Linked DNA regions of Ovis aries: region 1 is linked to region 2. Evidence: chromatin contacts called from public Hi-C data. All regions are on one chromosome and are shown on one strand. The core of a region is the stretch at or near the end of the contact, and the rest is flanking DNA. Distances in the headings are between cores, read along the strand shown. Region 1 has its middle 260 kb from the start of DUSP10. Region 2 overlaps DUSP10 (dual specificity phosphatase 10).

Region 1 (4,837 bases), core at 2,178-4,677, 270 kb after region 2:
ATTCAAGGAATAGAACCGTAGCTCTGTTCCCACTAAGAGACACATCACCTGCGCTCAGTCCTTTCTGCCTTCCCCTGGAGAGATTCTCTGCATTGTCCTTTCACTACTTTACCCAGTGGTTTTTGAGTCCTTGCTTGCCTCAGTCTGGTGACTAGCCTAGACCTGGGAACTGGAGTACTCGAGTTCTGCCTTCAAAGCTCTTACCTCAAGCAAAAGAAATCAGGAAGAGCTCTTCCTTCCATTCAGTGGGTGTAGTTTTAGAAGAGTCCAGAAAAACTTAAATAAAGTTTAAATTTATGTACCCAATGGCTGCACAGGAGCACAGTGAACCCTTCTGAGGAGTTTGGAAAGACCTTCGGAGAACAGAAGGGAAGAAAAAAGAAGCTCTCACTAATGCAGCAGAAAGGAAAAATGGCGGCGGGGGGTTATTGATGACTTACCAGGTACCAAGTGAGTTGCTTCACATATGTCTCCTTACCCTCTATCAATTTCATGAAGTAGATTTTTTTTTTACAAGTTAAAGTTGAGCACAGTTGGGCATAATAAATTTCCTTATGCTCCCAGAGCTAGTTCATGGGAGCGCCAGTGCTCCAGTCAATGTGGTCCGGACTCTAATGCAACACCTCCCAAAGACAGGATCTCTGATCTGGTCTCAAACAGTCACTAAGATTTTCCCTGGAAGAGAATAGACAGTTTCCCCAGATCCATAGAGGAGGCTAAATCAACAAAGTCCCAGAGGTAAGATTGGGTGAGCAGCCAGGATTTAAGAACTGATGTAGGTAGTGTCAGGAAATGACCTAAGAAGGGGACTAGGGAGGGGGCACAGCCAGAGCTCCCGTGTGTCCCTCCAGGCCATGAGGTGCCATGGAAATGGGAATAACTCCATCCCATTTTTCCCTTTAAAGCTTCTGTGATGGGAAAAGAGGTTTTTTCAGGCATTGATGAAGCATTAATAATATTAGGGAGAGGGGGCAGTAAGGAGATGATGAGAAGCTCAGAACAGAAATGATGAAAACTTGGACCAAACTCTTGCTCTGCTGTCTGTAATATTTCAGGGACTAGAGGAGCCCTGGGAAAGCCCACATGTACTTAGAATTCTAAGCATTGTCAGGCTACCTACCTTGTTCCCTTGGCTAAGCTCCTAGAAACCACATAATAGGTATGAATTTAGTAGATCCAGCCCTGAAGGTCTGCAATTTCCTAGGAGGATGTTTCAGAAGCAGAACCTCTCCTTAAAGCGTCAAAGCCTCTTGGGGATTCCAATCTCCTTTGCAAAGGACGTAGGGAAACTTGATTTAAATTTCTCAGGATTCTTCCAAATCTACACCCTCTGAAGAGAAGGAAGAGCTCTTTCCAGTATTGTCAGGAAAAACAGTGGCATTCTCAGACAAAAACTGCATTCACGTGATAGACAAAAGAGAGCCAGGTTGCTTAGAATAAGATCCTCTTTAGACTGTATGGTGTGAGACAAGCAGCACAAGAGAGCTTGGGCCACAGCTGTCCTCGGAGAAGACAGGGTTTCAGTCCAGGCCACCCAGTGGAGCCAGAGGAAATCTGGAGGGCTGACCGAGGGGATGGTAGCAGATAAGTGATGTCACTGAACCATCACAGCACAGATCAGAATGGGGCCATCCTGAGGCTCCAAGGAACCCAGACAGAGGCAAGATGTGAAAAAAGTAGGGTACCTGTAGATCCACTCATAAGCAGCTGCACTGTCTCCAAAAGTGATGAGTAAATAGAAATGATGACATATCCTGTTCATTTTGAAAATCAAGTCGCTGGCTTCATCTTTACCTCTGTCAACGGAAGAGGGGGGAAAAAAGCACAACCTAGAAGTTGAGAATTGTTTTATTCAGCAGACTTTCTAGGGACTTAAGCTCAGGAGGAAGTCTCTCAGGCACCTCTGAGGGACTCCTCCAAAGAGATGAGGAAAGAGCCAGTATATATAGGAGTTTTTGCAACAAAAACTCAAACATCAAAATATTATAATTAATTAAAGAAACACAGATCTCTCAAATTAATGAATTTAGCGGGTTTCTATGGAAGAGATGATATAAGAGTTTGGGGTCATTGAAATCATTCTTTTGATGTGCACCTTAGCTATCTAGGGCCAGCATCCTGAGAGTTCCCATCCTGAATTTCATCAGCATGCTCTTCTGGGGGCAGCTGCAGTGACTGATGGTTTGGTAGTGGCAACATCCTTTGTTTACTGATACAGCAGGTGACATTCTTCATCCACACCTTCATCAAAGAATTAAAAGGAATCCTCCTACACTGTTGGTAGAAATGTAAATTGATATAGCAACTATGGAGACCAGGATGGATGTTCCTTTAAGAACTAAAACTAGAGCTACCATATGATCCAGCAAACCCACTCCTGAGTGTATATCTGGAGAAAACCATAATTTAAAACATGCATGCACCCCAGTGTTCATTGAAACACTGTATACAATAGCCAGGACATGATAGCAACCTAAATATCCATTGATACAGGAATGTGGTACATATATGCAGTAGAATATTATTCAGTCATAAAAAAAGAAATCACAGCACTGCAGCAATGTGGATGGACCTAGAGATTATCATACTGAGTGAAGTAAGTCAGACAGAGAAAGACAAATATACAATAAAACTTATGCGTGGAATCTGAAAAAATGATACAAATGAACTTATTTACAAAACATAAATGGAGTCACAGATATGGAAAACAAGCTTATAGTTATCAAGGGAGGAAGAGGAGACGCACTGGGAGACGGGGATTGACATAAACATATTACTATATATAACATAGATAACTCATAACAACCTACTCTACAAGTAGAGTACAAGGACCTCTACTCAGTAGTCTGTAATGGCCTATGTGGGAAAAGAATCTAAAAAAGAGGGGATGTATGTATATATATAACTGATTCACTTTGTTGTACAGCAGAAACGAACACATCCCTGTAAATCCACTGTACTTCAATAAAAATTACTTTTTAAAAGAAAAACAATTTACTTCTCTCGTTCAACTCTCACCCAACGTCTTTTCCTCCCACTATTTAGAAGGGCAATGGGGAGCTTGCACAGCCCACAGAGAGTTGAAGGACCCAAGCGAGTTCTGGTCCCATCTCTGTCCCGTCTCTGTCCCAGCTCCTCCTGGGGCAAGAGCTCCCTGCCCCAGCAACCTCTGCTTTGTCTCTTTATTATGAAGAGCGGGAAACCATGAAATGATGGGGTTGGAAGTGCAGGCTGCCCTTTTCAGTCCCTTCCAATCCCAACAATTTCTCCTTTGTCTCAGACTCCCACTCCTCTCCCCCATGTATTTTCATCTTTATTTTGGTCTTTCTCTGTTTTTTCTTGCTTATAAAATCTAGCCCGTGTGAGTAATGTTCACATGGTTATGAATACAGTTGGTTCTTTGTCGTCTGTGATAATGAGCTTGGGATCATGTGGATAACCCCAAACTGCAAACACTGTCCATATACATGACTGAGGCATATTTCAGTGTGACTAACAGTCTAATATTTGGTTTGGACTGCATTCATGGGGTATACTTAGCTGGTTAGCAGGATGGGCCCAGAGAGATTAACTGGGCAGCCTTGGGAAGAACTAGGATTCGAGAATGGGTACAAATATTGCCAAGTCCCCTCCACCAGCAATGTCCTGTTTATACATTATACTTTAGTAGATGGTGCCATTAACACTGCAAAGGCCCATGTGTAGAGCAGGCCTGGGAATAGGGTGCAAGCTACACTTAGAAAAGGTCACCACTGGCCAGAGGTTTAAGAAACTGAGAGCCTTGGAACCACATAAGTTTAGTATCTCAGTTCTGGAATGGCTCAGCCTGCAAGACTGAGGGTCAGCCCTCCTCTCTGGATTCTGCTGCCCCTTTGCTTCATCTTGGGGCTGACACTGTGCTAAGAAAAAACCTCTTGGATATTTACAAGTTGAAACAACCCCATAGAAAGGCAAGCCCCATAAGAATACAAAGCCCTTGTGTTTTCCTGATTGGGCAACCCTGCCATCTCTTCTAGAATGAAAAAGGGAAGAAGCTGTTTCAAGGCTGTGACTACTGTCCTGCTTTCTCCCTACCTTCTCCTCTAGGGATCTGGGCTCCAACAGTCTCCTCATCATCAATTATCCCTGATCAATCAATCAATAAAGGCAGTTCAAGTGAGCTGAAAGGTAATTTTGATCTGGCTGAGTCAAGATACTGTATAAAGTTTCCTCTACTCAGAAAAGGCTGAAAATTCTTACATAAGATCAGAGAACACATAGTTCATCTGGACCATTTTTCTAGACTCCACATATATCCATTAATATCTGATATTTATTTTTCCCTTTCTGATTTACTTCACTCTGTATGATGACAGTCTCTGCGGGTGGAATGAATTGGGAGATTGGGATTGACATATATACACTACTGGACTTCCCTGTGGCAACACACTCCAGTATCCTTGCCTGGAGAATTCCATGGACAGAGGAGCCTGGCAAGCTACAGTCCATGGGGTCACAAAGAATCAGACACAATCGAGCAACTAACACACACACACACACACACACACACACACACACACACACATATGAAAAAGATTACTAACAACAAACTACCATATTGCACCAGAAACTCTATCTACTCAGTGCTCTGTGATGACCTAAATGGGAAGGAAATCCAAAAAAGTGAGGATATATGTATATATATAGCTTATTCACTTTGCGGTATAGCAGGAAATAACAATATTCTAAAGCAGCTATATGCCAATAATTTTTTTTTAATTCACAGGTAACAAAGTTCTGCATGTTATTTTATCTTGCAATAAATTTTGAATCTTCTTTTGTTATTAATGTAACATAT
Region 2 (5,181 bases), core at 1,528-4,027:
GCTGTTCATTTGCTAAGTTATGTCCAAATCTGTGACCCCATGGACTGCAGCGCACCAGGCTTCCCCGTCCTTCACTATCTTCCTGAGTTTGCTCAAACTCATGTCCACTGAGTCAGTGATGCCATCCAACCATCTCATTCTTGATTAAACATATTATTTTAGGGACTTCCCTGGCAGTGCAGTGGTTAAGACTTTGCCTTCCAATGCAGGGTACCTGGGTTTGACTTCTGGTGGAGGAGCTAAGACCCCACAGGCCTTGAGGCCAAAAAAACAAAACATAGAAAATGAACTTATGGTTGCCAAGGGGAAGGGATAATTAAGGACTTTAGGAAGGTCATGTACACATTGCTGTATTTAAAATGAATAATCAACATGGACCTATTGTACAGCACGTGGAACTCTGCTCAATGTTATGTGCCAGCCTGGATGGGAGGGGAGTTTGGAGGAGAATGATACATGTATATGTATGGCTGAGTCCCTTCACTGTTCGCCTGAAACTACTACAACATTGTTAATTGGCTAAGTTGGCTAGACCCCAATACAAAATAAAAAATTAAAGTTTTGGGGAAAAAAAATACATAGTAAACTTAATAAACAAGATGGATGGGTTAAAAAAATTAGAAGCAATATTGTAACAGATTCAATAAAGATTTTAAAACAGATATATCTTTAAAATTATGTATGTATTATTTTATACAGACACACACACACACAATCAACCTATCGACCTGGAAAGACCTATTTTTGCACTAAGGCTCTGAAATTAATCATGCATGTGACCTTGGACGAGCAATAAACCTCTCTAGGCCCCAATTCTGCAACTGCATAATAAGACGATGAGATCGATGGTGTCCCAGTTCACTGCGTGTTTGAATCACCTGGGAGCTTTTAAAAGTCTTGATACTTCAGCTGGACCCCAGACCAATTTAATCAGAATCACTGAGGGTGGGAACAGAGCATCCCAGGCTTTAAGTTGCCTCAGATGATTTCAAGGTGCAGCCTGCAGTGCAGGTTCCTGGACTAGTGACCTCTAAGCCTCCTTCCTCTTCTATAACCTGGGATTCTTGAGTTCAGAAGAGGTGAGATGACTTCTCCTCGGCTTCTCCTGGGATGAGAACTGCTGCCCCTCTTGTGTCCTGTAGCTGCTTGAACCAAATTGCTTCGGAACTGCAAACCAACACATTACTATGCCCAAACTAGCGCTCCCCAGAGATGCTGGGCCAGGCATAGTCTGGTCGGTGCTAACACTAGAATAAAGGAAGCAGGGCCAGCTCCTGGTCAGAGGTTAATGCCAGCTCCTGAGAGCAGGAACACCACAAGGCTATGTCTGGAGAATGTTTCAGTTCCTATAATTTTGCCGAATCTCCCTTCCTCTGCCCTGCTTTTTCTCATCTAAAAGGAGTTTCCTGAACTTGTCCTTGGCAAGCCAGATGATTGATTTAACTGATCTGAATGGGTGAGAACAGTGGTTCCTACTTAACATGCTCTCTAGGGCTGTGCTTGGAGAAGGCAATGGCACCCCACTCCAGCACTCTTGCCTGAAAAATCCCATGGACAGAGGAGCCTGGTGGGCTGCAGTCCATGGGGTCGCTGGGAGTCGGACACGACTGAGAGACTTCACTTTCACTTTTCACTTTCATGCATTGGAGAAGGAAATGGCAACCCACTCCAGTGTTCTTGCCTGGAGAATCCCAGGGACGGGGGAGCCTGGTGGGCTGCCGTCTATGGGGTCGCACAGAGTCGGACACAACTGAAGCGACTTAGCAGCAGCAGCAGCTAGGGCTGTGCTTAGAAAGGGCACATCCCTTCTTCCCATCCCGCTGCCCCCTCACCCAGTCTCATGGATGAGATTCTGAAAGGGCGTGGGGGTAGTGGGGCAGAGCCCAGGTGCCTAATTTACTGACAGCTATCTATGTGCCAGACACTCTATTTACATCGTCTTTCATCCTTGATATTGGAATTATCCCTGTTTTACAGTGAAGAGAAACAGGCTTGGAGTGGTAACCTGAGTTGCCTAAGGACACCTCCAGTTGGTCAGTGGCAAAGTCCCGATTGGAGCTCAGGTGAAAGTGAGCTAAGCTCTGCTGAACACACAGTGAATAACTTTTCACTTACATTCTAACTAGGAAGCAGCACGGTATATCCAAAAGCTTAAGGAAGATACAGGCAACTCGGAACCAGCTCGCGGGAAGGTTAAAGACTCACTGAAAGAAATGAGCAGGCCTTTCCATGAATTCCCTCCTTTTCCCTGGCCTTTCATCTCATCAAAACGCAAAGCTTCGAGAACTTTTCAAAATGAAGCATACTCCCCACTCCTTCCACCTCCCCTTTTATAGTCAGACTACAATCCTTATTCCAAAAATAAATCAGCATGATGAGAGGCCAGAAAAAGCAAAGCTTAATAGTTTTATACTTTCATTATTTAGTTAAGGGACATTCGTTGGACAGATTTATCATCACATTTTTACAAATTCCCCACTGAATAAATAATTCTAGGATATGCCGAAATTACTCTGGCCTTCTGACCCAACATGTCTTTGTAATTACTTGGCACTCCAACTGTATGCTACTTAAATTAGGTAACAGTCATCAAGTTATTTTTAGGCCATAGCAACACACACACACACACACACACACACACACACACACACGGCTGTACCTAACTTGTTATTTGCACTCCTTTGGAATAGAGGCCAAAACTGCAGTTTTACTGACACCATCATTTCTGTTCAACCAACAGTAATACTACTGGGCTACACGGAGGGAGAGTTCACTCTGTATGAGGAACTGTGCTAGACACTTTGTACACATTAATTCATTTACTACCTAAACTACCACCAGGAGACTGCTGCTGTTACATCCTTTTTGAAAATAAGGAAAATAAGGAAGTAAGGGAATTAGCCTTTGGCCAAGGGCACATAGCTAGCAAGGCATGAGCCAAGACGCTCGGACAGGCTGGCCCCCTGCTCCTGCCTGAATCTCTCCTCCATTTGCTACACGGCTAAGATTCAGTATGTCTGGATGTTAAACAGAAGCTCGGAATCACAACGCTAAACCTGTGAAAATAGATTATGCCTTTGTTTCACATATCTTAAAAAAAAAATCCTAACATCCCTGACAGACAAGAGGAAGACTTTTGTTTCTCCCACAAAACAATGCAGAAGAGAAAACACATTTCCTCAGAGTCTCTGATGTCTAAGCACAGCCCTTCACTTTGTCATCAGACTCAGTACTGCCTACAAGTATTGACTTCAGAGCCCTTTGTGACTATGGGAGGATGTACCATCTTTGTTGCTCACTTCAGGAGTTTTGATGGAAAGTTCTCTAGCATAAAAAGTTACCTCTCTCTGTGATCAGATTTTTGCTACTGAATCAGCTTCCTGAAGTGGTACTCACTCATCCCCTGCCAGCCCTGTCCCCAGTAAATACCACTGACTCAGAGGCAGACCTGTCAGTAACTCTTTGTTTCGTGACAGCACAGAGCAAGTACAGGTATGGGACCCGATAGACTCCTGTGGAAGAGAATGCTATAGATCCCTTCCAGTCTGGGGGAGTGCGTGGGTGTTGATGGGGTAGGGGGCGCTGCCCTATAGATTCAACAGTAGCCAGTTAGTCAAAATGGAATTCCAAGCTTGAAAAAGTCAACAACAGGGACATGACACCAATATTTAGGAGTGAAAATGTTGTTTGTACAGTACTGTAAAATATCCCCATCTTTTCTTAATTTGAAAGCATTAAGTTTAAACATGAAACATACTGAAATATAGTCAAACATTATCTATATTCTAATATATTTCAACAACCAATAAAGGAAGAGAAAAGCAGAGAGGGAAAACATTAACAATTGTTTAATCTGGGTACTAGGTATATGGTGATCATGATACTCTTTTCTAGGTTTCTCTGTATTTGAAAGCTTTTATAATAAAAGTTTTAAAGACACAGATTGTCTTTAAAGAGGAGGTGATAATAGACTATCCATTCCTACATAGGTAAATGACAAATGACTTCCCTGAACCCAGCCTTGCCGAAAAGAAAGGGAACCTTACAAACATCATAGGAAAGGTGGTAGCTCTCATTATGGAAAACCCAGAATCGTCTAGCCTCCTTATTCAGCTGGGTGCAAAATCACATTAAAAATCAACTTTGTGTAAAACAGATTATAATTCTTTCAAAGCCTTTGCAAGTCTCTACACATGTATCCATTTGACCATGGTTTACCAGGTGGAGTAGAAGCACAGATCTGATGCCATTTCTTCTTTGGAGGATGAGAATAAAACACAAATTCAGACAAAGGTCCCAATGGGGAGGGGAATGTAAATTAGAACAGTCCCTTCATCCCAGGGGCTTCTGCGCCTCTGATCCGTTTCTTCCCAACCTGACACAGCATTACTAAAACAGTGTCTGAGCAGCCGCTCTACTTGACAGGCAGCACCAAACATGGAGAGCATGGCAGTGAAACAGGGGGACGTAAAACTTGGACAGGGACGGCAGCAACCAGTGTTTACAAACAGAAACCAGAGCGTCAGATGGGTCAGCCATAAATTAACCCGGGATTGTACTGAAATCTCTGAAAATAAACTCCCGAAGCCTTAGAAGCATCTACCCCAGATGCTAACCAACCCCCACGCCTACCCCCACCACATCTTCCTGCGAAAACCATTCCTTCCAAAATGGTACCGCTACTACTCTTGCTAAAATAAAATCTTACATCACCAAGGGTGGAGACTACTAAAATAAACCTCAGCAGAAAAGCCAGATCAGAATGGTCTGATAGACCCACTCAAGAACCTAGGCGAAGTTTGCTGGCCATGTCTTCTCAGAGGTATCCACCCCATTTTCACCTCAGTGGTGTTAGGGTATTAACTTTTGGTTTACCCAGGTGAAAGGGCAGCTAGAGGGGCATTCTAATATTGATCTCTTTCCCTTCTGTACCATCATGGTCCCAATTTTAGGCCATTCCCCCCCCCCCAAAGAGACCAAAATCACAATGACAATAATAAAGTACATTACAGACCCTTCTGCTCCCAAACTACATATCTTCAACAAAATCCCGAGATATTTGAAGAAAGAGCTCAAACTACAAATAATACAACCTCTACCACCAGGCAACTTCCAGATCGACTGCCTCTGCGTCTCACCAACCCGAAAATGATGAGCCCTGTTGGAGGTGGCGGCAGGCGC

Evidence for each region. Hi-C and Micro-C count contacts between places; a contact is called where the count stands out from the background.
Region 1: a contact with region 2 is called in a Hi-C map of hypothalamus, with 3 times the contacts expected there. The contact joins two enhancer-like sites. A contact is called at or near these places in 4 of 16 Hi-C or Micro-C datasets (hypothalamus, skin fibroblasts and tail adipose tissue).

Annotation. Positions count from the first base shown.
Region 1 is chr12:24,736,279-24,741,115 of ARS-UI_Ramb_v3.0, forward strand. No RefSeq gene overlaps it. Among named protein-coding and RNA genes, the nearest start is that of DUSP10, 260 kb to the left of the region's middle. Within about 2 kb of position 3,428, at least 9 of the 54 cell types and tissues checked have an H3K27ac peak or open chromatin away from gene starts, as enhancers often do. A contact at or near this core is called in hypothalamus, where this site is marked.
Region 2 is chr12:24,468,099-24,473,279 of ARS-UI_Ramb_v3.0, forward strand. The region is part of intron 2 of DUSP10 (dual specificity phosphatase 10); the gene reads right to left. Among named protein-coding and RNA genes, the nearest start is that of DUSP10, 7.7 kb to the right of the region's middle. Within about 2 kb of position 2,778, at least 15 of the 54 cell types and tissues checked have an H3K27ac peak or open chromatin away from gene starts, as enhancers often do. A contact at or near this core is called in hypothalamus, where this site is marked.